Regions from separate parts of the Zea mays genome. Here region 1 is linked to region 2. Evidence: chromatin contacts called from public Hi-C data. All regions are on one chromosome and are shown on one strand. Each heading gives the region's core, a stretch centred on a gene start, on an enhancer-like site or on the middle of the called end of the contact. The rest is flanking DNA. Distances are from core to core; before and after follow the strand shown.

What was found. A called contact is a pair of places that touch in the nucleus more often than the background predicts.
Region 1: a Hi-C map of ear shows a contact between it and region 2, with 2.4 times the contacts expected there. The contact joins the promoter of LOC100303875 here to the promoter of LOC100284672 in region 2. A contact is called at or near these places in 3 of 25 Hi-C or Micro-C datasets (ear, leaf and tassel) and 1 of 3 datasets of contacts at active chromatin or transcription factors (leaf).

The regions. Positions count from the first base shown.
Region 1 is chr2:205,002,176-205,009,166 of Zm-B73-REFERENCE-NAM-5.0, forward strand. It overlaps LOC100303875 (Hydrophobic protein RCI2B), which reads left to right and starts at 4,386. Exons shown (of 2, transcript NM_001320456.1): 1 at 4,386-4,515; 2 at 5,154-5,493. The coding sequence starts at 4,423. The coding sequence ends at 5,279.
Region 2 is chr2:204,754,378-204,761,423 of Zm-B73-REFERENCE-NAM-5.0, forward strand. LOC100284672 (ATPUP5) reads right to left here and starts at 4,958. Exons shown (of 2, transcript NM_001157567.1): 1 at 4,796-4,958; 2 at 1,643-2,787. The coding sequence starts at 4,850. The coding sequence ends at 1,712.

The sequences.
Region 1 (6,991 bases), core at 3,136-5,635, 250 kb after region 2:
GTAGGAACTCCAGCGCCATCGATGGCTTGGCCCTCCATTGCTTCCGGTCGAGCCTTGGCCCGTCGCTCGGCAGCGCGAGGTGGTCGTCGGCCTCGGTGCTAACGATCACCCAGTCGGCGTGCCAGTTTTCCCACCTCGCGCCACCGAAAGAAAAGATGTAGGCACCGGCCGAATCTGGCCTCGTTTGGAAGTAGTAGGCGGCAAGATGGTCCTTGGCCTTCCCGGACTTCACCAACACGAAGAAATAGCGGAAGAGGGAGGTACAGGGCGCCACCCCCACGAACATCTCGCACAGGTGGGCGAAGATGGCCGCTTGGAGGATGGAGTGGGGCGTGAGGTGCTGAAGCTGAAGGCCAAGCTCCTCTAGCAGCAGCAGGAAGAAAGGCGAGATCGGCAGCGCCAACCCGCAGGAGAGGTAGGAGACGAAGAGCACGAACTCTCAGGTGGCGAGATCGCCGAGGGGAGTGGCGCCGGCGCGCTCCATCCGAGCAGGTTGCACACCAGGTTGAGTGCCCCCTCAGACTGGAAACACTCGGGATGAACCAGCGAGGCCATGGCGGCTACGGTGGCGGAAAGCAGGAGAGCGCGAATGTAAAGGGGCGCAGAGGGCTTGGAGGCGAAAGGGCACAACAATAGGAGAGAATGCGAAAGCGTAACTGCTGCACGCGGGGGGAATCCCTTTTCAAGGAAGACTCCCCCACTCGTGCCCCAGGAAATCTCGTCCGACGCGCACCTAGTGCCCAAGCGACCCAGTCACTAACATGGGGGCCCAAGCCCACAAGTCAGGCAGCTGGTGTGCCGGTCTCCGAGTGCAAAAAAGGCGAACCGCCGCATACCGCCTCGAGGCCACTGCGGAGAGATATTTATTAACCAAGGCGGCGGCAACGAGGCGCCCCGCGCGTGGCCCGATGGAACCGCCAGACGTGGGGCCGTGGGTCAGTCAGCCGCGGGGACAGATGTGGCAGTTGATGTGACCGAGGGCAGACTGACAGCGCGTGTGTCACCAGATGCGCTGAGTTAATGCGGCGCGCGCTGAGATGGTGCCCCAGTCACCGGTCATGCCATGTTGACACGAAGTACAAGTTTTGGCCCCACCTGCAGGCTCGCATCCTCCCCTGAGGTGGGCCCGGGGGCCACTGTCGGTACCCTAAAACTAGGGTACCCCCTGCTACTGTACAAAGACGAAGAACCCACGCGGCTATCCCTTAGTTGTGTGGTAGAAGTACTGTGTGTGGGACCAAGACACGGCTCGCCCCAATCACAGGCGGCTATTCTGGGTCCACAGCAGCGCCCGACTCCACCACGTGGGTGGGTCCGAAGCCGCCACGTGTCCAGAGAAGGTGGTATACTCCAAGGCGTCAACAGTGGTCCGCACCCCCACGGGAGAGCGCCGGACCCCCGGATATACAGTCTGGACCCCCAAGGTTGGTCTCGGACCCCCGAATATACAGTCCGGGCCCCCAAGGTTGGTCCAAGACCTCCACGTGTGCAAGCCGGACCCCCCCCCGGTATGGGGTCCGGGCCGCCCACAGAGGGGTCCCAAGATCCCAGGACAGAGCATACCCGGACCTTGAACAGGACCCAGGCGGGGGTCCGGTACCGACACGTGTCCAAACCTAGTCTGGTGCGGACCTCTCCGCACACGCTTCTGCTCCCCGCCCAGACGGAGACCCGATGCTGCCACGTGGCCTACTGCGCATGATGTAAGCTAGCAGGTCGTGCCTGACGTAAGGCCTCCGGGTTACGTGGCCCCTGCATTTATTGCGGATAAGGCGCGCCGCCTGACCATTCCGCTGACAGGCGAGGTGTCCCCTCGGCATTTAATGAGGCCTGTCCGTTCTGCTGTCAGGCAGCGACCTATTCATTCCACTGGCAAGCAGTGTGCCACCTCAGCATTTAATGAGACCTATCCATTCCGCTGGCAGGCGGCATGCCTGTCCATTCCATTGGCAGGCGGCACGCCCATGCTGTCACATGCACTATACTCATCATCACTCATACGCACCAAGGAAGCTACCGTTGTGTATCAACACTGCGCGGGCTGCGGATATCTGGGGCCAGAAGATCTCTCAGGTGTCACCTGCATTAGTTGCTCCATGTATTTCTTCCATTATGTCCCTGAGCCCACATGTCGGGGCTCAGCAACCTTGTATGTGCCTCCCTTGGGCTATAAAAGGGAAGGCACACAACGTTACAAGGCAGACCAACTTAGACTCTCATACTCAATACTACACACAGTGGAGTAGGGTTTTACGCTCCGGCGGCCTGAACCACTCTAAAACTCTTGTGTGCTCTCGTGCTTTCATCGACCATCTAGCAGACAGGCAAAACGCTTAGGCCCCCTCCTCATCTTAGGATTTAGGGCGGGTGCGTTCCGCCACCTGGCTAGAGATTTCCTCTTCGACACATACCCCCTATGATATTTTGCATTTGCTCTCGTTGTTCATCTACATAATTCTTAAGAGATTGCAGTTCGTTTGTATTACTTACATTGGGGATATCTGATGTGAGTCGGAGCGAAGCCGGATCCGCCGGCCGCTGTCGGACGACCTTGTTGTTCCTGTCCACTTTGAAGTTAGCCAAGAACTTTGTTTTTGCCTCCTAGATCATCCGCTCTTTGTGCTCCTCGAACTGAAGCTGTTCGTCGGCCGGCAAGGTTTCCCAAGTCGGCTCTATAATGTTGCTGTGGGAGACTTCAGAGCTATCCCTTGAACCGGCCATTGAGGGTCGATTTGATGGGTCTAGATATGTGGTCCCCAGCGAAGTCGCCAAAAAGTGTGTTGACACCTTTTGGGGCGCCAAACACTTCAACAAGAACCAGCGGCGGTGCTCTCTGGTCAGGCGCTATCGCGAGGCTAGGGTTCCCTGCCTGACGGCCGGACGGTCCGCGCGTACGCAGGGGCGACAGAGGATCGTCGGCGGCATCTGGATCTCGCTCCCAGGAGGGACCCCATCGGGGAGGAGAGATCCTAGGTGATGTTTAGGCTCGGGTAGACCGACCTAGACTCCTCTAATCGACGTGAAGTCGAAGAGAAGCGGAGGATTTGGGGATTGGAAGACTAAACCTAAATTAGACTAGAACTATTCATAGGATAAAATGTAAATTATATTGATTGAAGGTTCGATTGATGATTACAAATCGGCCGTATGCCTCTCTATTTATAGAGGAGGGGGCTGGACCCTTTACAAACTAATTTCCGAGCTTATCCCGAGATTCTCGCCAACAAACATAGCAAGAAACTCGGAACCCTAATCTGTTCTGCGCTTGCGCGGACCGTCCGGCCTCTTATTTTGGTGCCCAACACAAGGAAAGCGAGAAATCAAATATGCATAAAAGGAAAAGAGGAATAAGAGGAAGCAAGCACTATTTCTGAAATAAGTAAAACAAGACGAGGTCGCCCTGTTAGATGAAGGTTTAATTATGATATAATGAACTGTAGCAAAGGAGGATTTGTAACCGAGATAAAGACGTGCTGGTATTGTTGAGAGACGGACTTTCTCAGGGTGCCCTGAATGAACTGACACGAAGACTCAAAACTGAACACGGTTCGAAAATTCTCACCTTGCCTGCATCCTACCTGATGGCGAGGATCATGTCCATTCCCACAAAGCGCTTGACTCGTTCATTAGACTGACTGGACGCAGTATGAGCTAGGTGCACCCAACTGACTCACACAAACCTGTTTCAATTGTCCATGAGTCAATAACTAAAATAATCTCTCTTCTGGCTGTGTGTTCCTACGTAACAGAGGCCGGAAGATGTGTTTTCAAAAACTTACAACTCATTGTATAAACTTAAAATTAATATATCCCCCATTTCAAAAAAAAAACTCCCTTTTTCCAAACGAGCCCCGGATAGCTTATTAACATAGTCTTAGCTTTACGATGCAACTGCCAACTGCCTGTGAAAGTTATTAAAGTAAAAAAAAAAGAGAGTGATGGAGATACGAAGTTGAGCTATGATAAGTAGAAAACCTAATATATAATACTCTACGGAGTATCAAAATGCTTCGTCACTGCCTTTCTAATTTCCACTAGAAAAAAACGAGATGGATTAGGACGGAGGGGAAGGAAAACGACGGATCGTGTTTGACTCGACATCTACAATCACGGTCCGTGACGGGCCATGGAGTGTTCCGCGGCCCACCACCGGTGGACAGACACGTGCCGGGACACTGGAGAGTTCCGCGGTGCGCACGGCACGAGACCCCGCGTGTCCGGCTGTCCGCCTCGCTGTTTCCCTACCCGAGCCCGACCGGTAAAGACGTAAAGTGAAACGGAGACGAAACCCGCTCGCGTTTTCTTCTTTCAGAAAACGAAATCCACTCAGGAGCGAGGAAAGAGGGACAGAGGAGGGATAGATCCCCGGGCTCCACGCCTCCACAACCATCCGTCCCGATCCCGACCAGCTTTGAGATCGCGATGGCGGACGGCCGCTGCTGCACCTTCCTGGAGATCCTCTTCGCCATCATCCTCCCGCCCCTCGGCGTCTTCCTCCGATTCGGCTGCTGCAGAGTAAGCCCCCCTTCCCTTCCTTCCCTTCGCCACCGGTCACCCCATGATCCGATGATGCTCCGTGCGCACGCCTCTTGGCGCGGACCTGCTCGTTGATTCCTAGCTAGTTGATTTCACGGCCCGTTTGCCCCCGCGAGCCTGCCTAGCTTCGGGCTAGGTTTCAGTAGGCGGATTGTTCGGCTCCAAGCGTATTCGGACCGTGCTTGGTCTGAATTCCAAAATATAGGGGCGTCAAACGATGAACTGCCTCTGAATCTTATGCCGTGCCCTCGTAGATCCCTGCATAAACTGTAGTACCTGATCTGCTTCGTTCCCGTGTTGGCCATTTGACTAGGTCATAAATTCATGTTTGATGTTTCCGTAGCCCTCAGAAGCCCATTACGTTGATGTGATGTGACAGTGATGCTCTGTTATAGGACAAGCCAGCAGCATCCATTTCGCAACCACAATTTTTCTCCTGATGGGAAGGAGTGGGTAAATCAGACAACTAATTTGACTAATCTGAACCATGAATGAAACTCAGCGTGGGATGGAGCAGTGACATATACAATTGTCTGTTTTTGTCGTGGTAACTCTGTTGATGACATTTTACTATCCCTGGAACATACTGACGGTACGCTTTCTTGTCTTCTTAACAGATAGAGTTCTGCATCTGCCTGCTGCTCACAATCCTTGGCTACGTCCCCGGAATCATCTACGCGATCTATGTCCTTGTTGCTCTCGACTCTGACCAGCACGAGAGGGAATACTACACCCTTGCTTAGAGCATCTGGTTGTGCCAGGCGGGCCTGCACAGTTGAGTCGAAATCAGTATTTTTTTTCTCATGTGGATTGTCTGACATGGCATAAGCGGCAATGGGTAACCAAGTGTTGTGGTCTATATCTCTGTTACCCAACTTGTGAGCTCTCTTTATTGTGCTCCAGTTATTCAATCTGTAATTGTGATACTACAAGAGAATAAGATGCGCATGTATCTCTGAGAGCAACTGTGATTTATGATTGGTGCTACCTTGGGCTCAAAAACATGTGAACAGTCGTTCTATGAAATGCGATGTGTACACACATGTTCTTTGAAATCTCCTGCAGACCAAAAGGGGATACTGCCAGATGTATCGTGCAGTAATTTTGACGTATGTTGCTCTGGGCCACTTCTTTCTTACACACAGAATAGAACTGATATAAATTGTGCCCCTTGACGAGCAGCTGGTAAACACCTTCATGCTGACGATGGTTCAGTGTGCAGGCAGTAAAATATGTACTCCCTCAATTTCTTTTTAGTTGTCGCTGGATAGTTACTATCCAGCGACAATTAAAACGAAATGAAAAGAGTATCAAAATGACTCGTTTCCCGTGCTGCATGTTCGTGACCATGTGCAACCCAGCGGCTTGCTGCCGCTCTTGATGCTTTGTTTAATGACACTTCGGATTGAGCCTATATATATGTTTGCTTGTCCCGAAAATCTGGTAGGCATACGCTGGTTGATTCAGGAGGTTTTGGTAGTGTATTTATTCTGAACAATACATCTGATTCTCTTCTGGATTCTTAACACCGCCGCTTCTGAAACTTTTTTTTGTTACTGATTAATTGGACCGGTCGTCATCCGTGGCCTACAAGTTCTGGGAAGAATGGAAGATCATTGGGGAGAATATAATCAGCGAACGAGACAGATCCATGGTGCAGGTGTACCGCGCCGCACGGCTGGTTCATGTTGCACCGTCACTGTCACCACTAAAATTAGTCACTGTCAGCCTCACCAAAGTTAAGGCGCCGCCGAGTCGACCCGTGTAGACAGAAGCCTTCGTGCCCGGTGGTCGTTCCACCCTGATCACGACAACGCGAGGCTAGAGAAGCTGCCAGCCGAGCAGCCGAACAGGTGGCATACGACTACCTGATGAGGACCACGACGATAGAACCGGTTGCTGCCTCTCATCCGTCAACGTGAACGGAAAAAAAAACCAAGTATGCAATCCAGAACATGTATATGTACTGAAGACACTGAAAATAATAGTACTGTTTTCTACTCCAATCTCTGTGTCCCCTCTGGTGTGCCATTGTGTGCATCGAACGATTTTCTCAACATTTCTGTCCGATCACTGCAATTGTAAGCTTCTCCTTTTGGGAAAATTCAGTCTCTGATAGAGGTGTTGAGCAGCCCGTGCCGTCGTGCGCCTGCTCGAGACAAGTTAGCTGCTGCGGGACCGCGCCAAGCTTAAGTGGAGCGACTAGGGCGACATCGCCCGCGAGGTGTTCGTGCATTGCACCGACGACGCCGCGGCCGCGGGGAAGCCCCCCGGCGGCGGCAACAGTGCCAAGACCCCCAACCGGTGCAAGAACAAGATCGAGTGAGTCCATGGAGAAGCGGTACCGGGCGGAGTCCGCCGTGGTGGCGCGCGCGGGCCCCGCCGCTGCCGGCCCGTCGTGGGGCGGTGGGGGTTCGGTTCTTTGCCCGCATGGACGGGTCTGGCCAAGCGTCGT
Region 2 (7,046 bases), core at 3,708-6,207:
GGCAGCCTGAGAGCCGTTGGCGCACCGGACAATCCGGTGCCTTCTTCTAGCCGTTGGCTTGGCCACGTGTCCCGCGCAGATTGCGCGGCCGACCGTTGGCTCACCGGACAGTCCGGTGCACACCGGACAGTCTGGTGAATTATAGCCGTACGTCGCCGGTGAATTCCCGAGAGCGACCACTTCGCTCGAGCCAGCCTGGCGCACCGGACACTGTCCGGTGCACCACCGGACAGTCCGGTGCTCCCAGACTCAGCAGAGTCTTGGCTGCTTAGCCAAGACATTTCCAATTGGATTTTTCCTGTTTCCAGCACTTAGACACAATACATTAGTCCATAAAACAATGTACTAAGTCTGAGAAACATACCTTTATCCTTGATTTGTACTTTGTCCACCTTTTTACACTTAGGCACTTGTGTTGGACACTAAATCACCAAAATACTTAGAAATGGCCCAAGGGCACATTTCTCTTTCACCTGCCCCAATGAGGGTGCTAAAGTCAACAAAGGACAACACGACTACGGTCTAGTCTACTTTTACCACCCACGACGATGCACAATGCGCGAATATGGGGCATTGTTCCCCTATTCTGGCCACTGCTTCAACCACTCCTAGCGTGACTACGTGTAACATACGGTCCGGGAGAAATCTCCGGCTCGTCCAAGCTCAGCCTCGGCCAACTGTCCTAGCAGACGTGCATTAAATGTTACCTACTCTTCCGTGAATCTCGCAGAGGACCATGCTAAGCACTATGACAACTAATCCAACTCGACCCGCTTCCATGTACATGTTGGGCTCAAGCACATGCCCGTACTCCCGAGTCAAGCCTCGGCTCCCTACCCCGTCAGAAGAAACAAACTACATGGCTCGGACAGGAGGACAAGGGTCATCTCGTCGGTCATGCCGCTACATGGCTCGAACGTGTATCCCCTAACCACAACAACCGCACACCCACTCTTATACCCCTGTGCCTCCTCCTTGCGACTATAAAAGGAGGAGCCCGGGGCCTTCTACGAGGGACGAGACGACCACACACTACACAGCTCACAACTCACCTCACCACGATATTTGCACTCTGCCTTAATCATACTTAGAGACTTGGTACACACTCCCTCTCTCGACTGCTTGTAACCTCTACTACGAGCACTTAGGTGCAAGATAATATAAACCTTCCTCACCCACTGGAAGTAGGGCCTTCTCTTGCTCAAACCAGGATAAATCTCTGTTGTATTCTTGCATCCACCATCCAGAACAGGAGCACGTAGCACAAATTCACTAGTCGGTTAGAACCCCGGTTTCCGAAACACCGACAACGACTTCTATAAAAATCACTTTAGTCAAAACCGTCTAAAATCAGCGTGAACACAGAATCAGCCGAGTTTTACGATAGTAGAAAACCATCACTTTCTATTTTTTAAATTCTATAGACTATATTGTCTTATTTCACACGTAATCTTTACGATAATCAAATTCTCTGCCGTCCAAACAAAAAGCTGAACCAGGCCCGATGTTCGCCCGCCGTTTCGTCGTTGGGCTAGCCCATAAATGCATGTGGGTGTGCATGTTCGGATGTGGAAGCGGTGTCCTCCTAATTTTATATTTTCTTGTTAGTTTTACTCTCAATTTATGTTGATTAAGTGAGATTAGATAAATTTAAATCTTAAATAAATTAAAATCTTTCATCATTTTTTGCAATGAGATGATATCTAATTTGTTACGTTTTTCTAAAAGAGGAGTGTCCAAGAATATAGGACGCGAACCCCCACACCGTGATGACCAGAGCCAAGATCTTGAAGCCACTCATGGGGTCATGGAACCAGATCACCGCGGCGATGCTCGTCAGGGGCACCCTGACAGCGTTCAGCACGCCGGCGAGGACAGTGGACGCCAGGAACAGCACGCCGGTGCCTCCGAGGACGCCCAGCTGGAACGTGAGTGCCGTCCACACCATCAAGTTCGCGTACGCCGGCTGGCCACCGTGCGCAAACCGTGCCGACTCGCGCCGCATGGCCGGGAAGCCCTCCGCGACGGCGAGGCCCGCGGAGGTGAAGGCGAAGGCGCAGAGCGACACCGCCGCCTGCTGCTCCAGCACCACGTGGAACGAGCGCCTACCGAGGGCCCTGGCGAAGACGAGCTCGGAGAGCGCGAAGATGAGGCCGTGGAGCGCCGACCCGAGCACGTCCAGGACGAAGCCGAGCGCGTACTGGCGGGGCGTGACGCCGGGGGGCCTGTCCGACCCGGAGTCCAGCGCGACGATCACCACGCCCGCCGTGATCACGACGACGGCGTTGAGCGAGGACATGTTGAGCCGGTTCTTGGCGATGGCGCGGCCGAAGAGCGCGGAGAAGGCGAGCGACGACGCGGCGACGAGCGAGGCCGTGGACGCCGGGAGGTACGCGTAGGCCCACGCGTACATGAGGTTGTCGGCGGCGCTGAGGAGCCCAAGGAGCACGTACCAGGAGCACAGCGACAGCGACAGCGGCGTCGGCGACGCCCTGCCGAGGAGATACAGCGGCAGCAGGAGCAGCGCGGGCAGGGGCCAGCCGGCGACGGCCGCCCACGACAGGATCCACTTGCTCTGCCCGCCCTCGTTGTAGTAGAGCCGCGACAGGAGGCTCGACGCCGGGAACGCGGTGAGCATGGCGCCGCTGCTCAGGAACAGGAGTAGCCAGAAGGAGAAGGGCTTGCTCCGGTACGTCTCCAGGGAGGTGGCGATCATCTCGCCTGCTTTCCGTCTCAGCGACGGTGCGCCATTTGGCTGCGATGTCTCCTCCACCATTGCTATGTTATCTGTTATTACACGTATAAAAGGAAACTGGAAATTCAGAGACGGCCCGCGAACAGCATGCTGATATGAACAAAGGGGATGTGCGAAATGCAGAGTAAAGGAAGCTCAGGATGTATTGGTTCTAGTAATTGCTGATGACCACTTCTAAGATGTATAGGCCAGCAGAGTGCTACGATTTACAGTGATGCGTGTGGTTTGATAAAGGAAAGAACACATGGACTGAGATTTGGTCAGTTTAGAAGCAGGATATATTCAGAGTTTGTGGCAGAACTTCAGGTAACTGATGTCTTTCGCCTCTTACAATGAGCTTGAAACACAGCTAACATAATGCAAACTAGTGTTTGTCGCGCGCGCGATATTTAATTCGTATGTAAGATTTTAAATTTTACATAATATTATGTACGCACGTGATATCAAATTCATATGTAAGATTTTAAATTGTATATAAATATTATGTATTCCTACTGTTTTAGCTCTTAGTTCTTATGTTTATATTTAAATAGATGATGATAAATCTAGGCACATATATAAAACACATATATTAAATATTGTATGAATGTATTAATTACTTAAAACGAATTTTAATTTAGGAGAGTATGAGTTAATATATAGTACATAAAATGTTTAGAAAATAGTTGGTAAGCATAAACATGTGCACAACTTTTTTTTTGAGTGTGCTGATAGTATAATGTATGTAGCATGTTAGAAGTGGACCAAAGCAACATATTAGTTCGATATTTTTCTAGTAGCATTGTGTTTATCATCATTAGTATGTCTTGGACTAATCTATTTGTTTTAGTAGCTCAAAATATCCACATGTATATACATATACATAGAAAAGGGGTTGCTCATGACTACATATGTTTTAAGGACATACCTAACATCGTACAAAATACATTAACGGTATTAAACATAAGGATGTTGAAAGCATCAGTTTTCTGATACCGCTGCGGAGACGTTTTTGGAAAGCACTCTTTCCTCTCTTTTTTCATGCTTTTTAAAAGGAAAAAAAAAACAGCATCCACCGCAAAAGAATCGAACGGTTTCTATTTTAAGGATGACGTGGCCCTTCGTGGTGACGGCTAGCTGCAGGACTTTAATATATAATAATAAAATAAAATAGAGGAATTTGGATCTGTATTATTAAAAGATTACAACTTTAGATATATAGCTGCAGGATCTTATTTATATGTGGGGTTCACATGAGATAGAATCCTTACGGGCAAAATGGGATTGGTGTGACCAGTTACTCAGAAACAGGGATTGAATTTCACGATACTATTTTAGTACTTAAAAATCATTATAGTACGTATCATATTGGTCACATGAATATATTAATTTAAGTTGGTCGTTGGGAAAAATGCCGAACCACTTCCAAATTCCAATCATCCGTGTACGGCCATGGCAAATTATTCTTCTGCGGAATGTTTCAGGGTCCTTTTCTTTTCTTTCTGGCAGGTGCTCTGCCTTTGCATTAAAGTGGACACCGAGAAAACAGTACAATTTTGTTTCTTTTAAAAAAAAAGCAGTACAATTCTACGCTATTGCCGTAAAATGTTTCAGTGTCTGCTTAGTGGGTTTCATTGAAATAAGAAAAGGTTCCGAAAAGAGTGTGTGTGTACTCAAATCGCAATTCTCATGCCACTGAAAAGAGCATCCAGTTCTACAGGGTACCAACCAAGGCAACTCAAAAAGAAGAAGAAGGAAGAAACAAAAAATAAAGCACCCTAGAAACTGCTGGATGTACCCATTCTGCAGAACCCAACTGTCTTTGAGGCTTTTGATTGAGCATGTTGCTTAGAAACTGCGGGGAAACGGCAACCAGCGAGACGATCAAGTTGAATTCCCAAATCACTCAGAGCGGAGCCCTGGTTTCGGGAGCCAGGTACGCGCGAAACTGTACTGGATGAAGGTTGGAGGCGATACGAGAATTCAACCCTAGAAAAGAAGGGAACGGACTGGTTTTGTCCTGGGAGGAATCGAAGAGAGGAGACGAGTCAAGAATCAGACCTGGGGATGGGACTCGGATGGCGTGGTGGTGGTGGCCGTCGCCTTCCTTGTCCATGTTCCACTGCCTGCAAGTCTGCAACACCCTGGCGTTGGAGAATTGGAGTGGACACTCGGAAGCTCCACTCCACCAGCTGGGAGTCCCACAATCCTACGACGCAGGCAGTTCTGCCTCTCATGTAGAACCTGTAGTTGAGAATTGGAGATGGTTGGTGGACGTGCGCATATCCGTGCACAGACGGGCGGGCCCTGTTGTGGGCCCTTGTGCCTACACGCACGCGCTCCTGAACCTGAGTAACCTACTGATGACTATACAGATAGATACGTGTATATCTTTTTATATCGTATACGGATCTTTTTTTATGATATATCACCAATTAAATTAGCAGTCTTTAAAGATATATAGAAAAATAAATATATTTTTGTTAGTTTCTTGAACTGTATTTCAAGCTGCTATAATCAATTTTTAATATCTTACATCTAGTTGTTGTCGCTAGTATATATAACATAGATCTCTATGGTGAGCATACTTCGATGTCCATGTATACATAAACATGGTAGTCAAAATCACTTTCGATATTCCATACATATTCATTTTATGGCATGGTCTTTTTTCGCCTCGATGTCCCTTGGTCTTACAATTAATTTCTTAGGGCTGGTTTGGTGACCACCAAATTAGCCCTTAAGAAGCTAACCATAGAGAACTTTCTCCTCTCGAGACCACAAATTCTTTTGGTTATTAGAGCGGAGTAATTAGACGTGTTCCTAGATTCGATTGTTCAAGTGCCGTAAAAGGCAATCACGTACATCGCTGATGCAAAATTCAAGAACATTCTTATCAATCCAGCATATGAGCACTAGTTGGCATAAGATCAGTAGTTGCTCAGCTTTCTCGTCAATTACATGAAAAAAACAAGTGTCGTCTTAAGTTGTCACATTGTCCACAACATCGTTAGTTTGGATGAATCTTGAAGGGAAGTTTGTGGCCACGTCCCTCACATGTGTCAAACATTAGGATGTAGTTGTCGAACACTAATAAGGGCAGTATGTCCACCCAGTGTACTTTTCTAATATGAAGGCCTATGGTGATGAGCTTGTCATTGCATGAAAGTTAGTCCAAGATGAGAAGATGATATACTGTCTGAGGCTTTAACCTTGACTATAACCCGCTCAATCTAAGCGGTCTATATGCACAAATGATGGCCTACTACATGTGCCTCGAAATTCTTCAAGAAAACTACTAGTCCTCTATGAATTTTTCATCATGGGGACGTGGCTTCAACCACAAACGTGGTTATAGAAATTGTGGTCACCACCAAGGTGGTCAAATAGTCTCCTATACGGGGATGAGTAGGCGACACCTAAAATTTAACTCAAAACAATCCAAATTCAATCCAAGGTTATGATATTATGTGCTTAAAACAAGATGTGTAAGTTCGGGTTAGTATAAGCACAATACTTGCTCAAGCTTGCTATTAAACATACTTGCTCAAGCTTGCTATTAAACATAATGCGGAACCGGACTTGGTAACACAATGGAATAGAAATTTAGTGCAAGTAAATATAAGACCAGGGAGAAAAGTGAAAATAAATTGGAAGTCAAAAATAAGGAACACACGACAAAGAAACCTACGTCTCCGTTGAGGAGTCCACTAAGGACCAGGATTCTCTCAACCCTTTCCTCACTCAAGTGATGACAAAGATCAAACTTGAGTTCCTCTTTTCTTTTCTCAAGTGAGTCCGAGTCTCGCAAGTCACTCCATAACTTGATGGCTCTTGATAGCTTTACAAATCAATGGGAGTCTGAACTCCAAAGCTCAATGATCACAACACAACTTCACAATTCAGCTCTCTCAAGTGCATAAGCTCTTCCTCTCACAAGGCAAGACTATAACTAGCTTCTCTACTCAATTATGACAATTAAATCACTTGGAATGACTTATATGTGTTTCTCTATGCATATGACTTGTTTGCTCAACTCTTAGATACATAACACAGTAGTTAGGGTCATATATATAGGCCCAAGCCCTCACATAGCCATTGGAATGCAACTCTTAAAACTGCATTGTTTTTGGGTGCACCAAGCCTCACATAGAGCTTGGTCTGGTGCACACCAGACCCTAACACGTATATCTTGTCGGTAGTTGTTACAAGAAAGTTGTCAGTTGTCACCGGGCCCGCTACGTCAGTCGACCATTGGTCCATCCCATCTGACTGTTGGGTTTACTGTGGGTCTGGTGCTCATCGAACCACG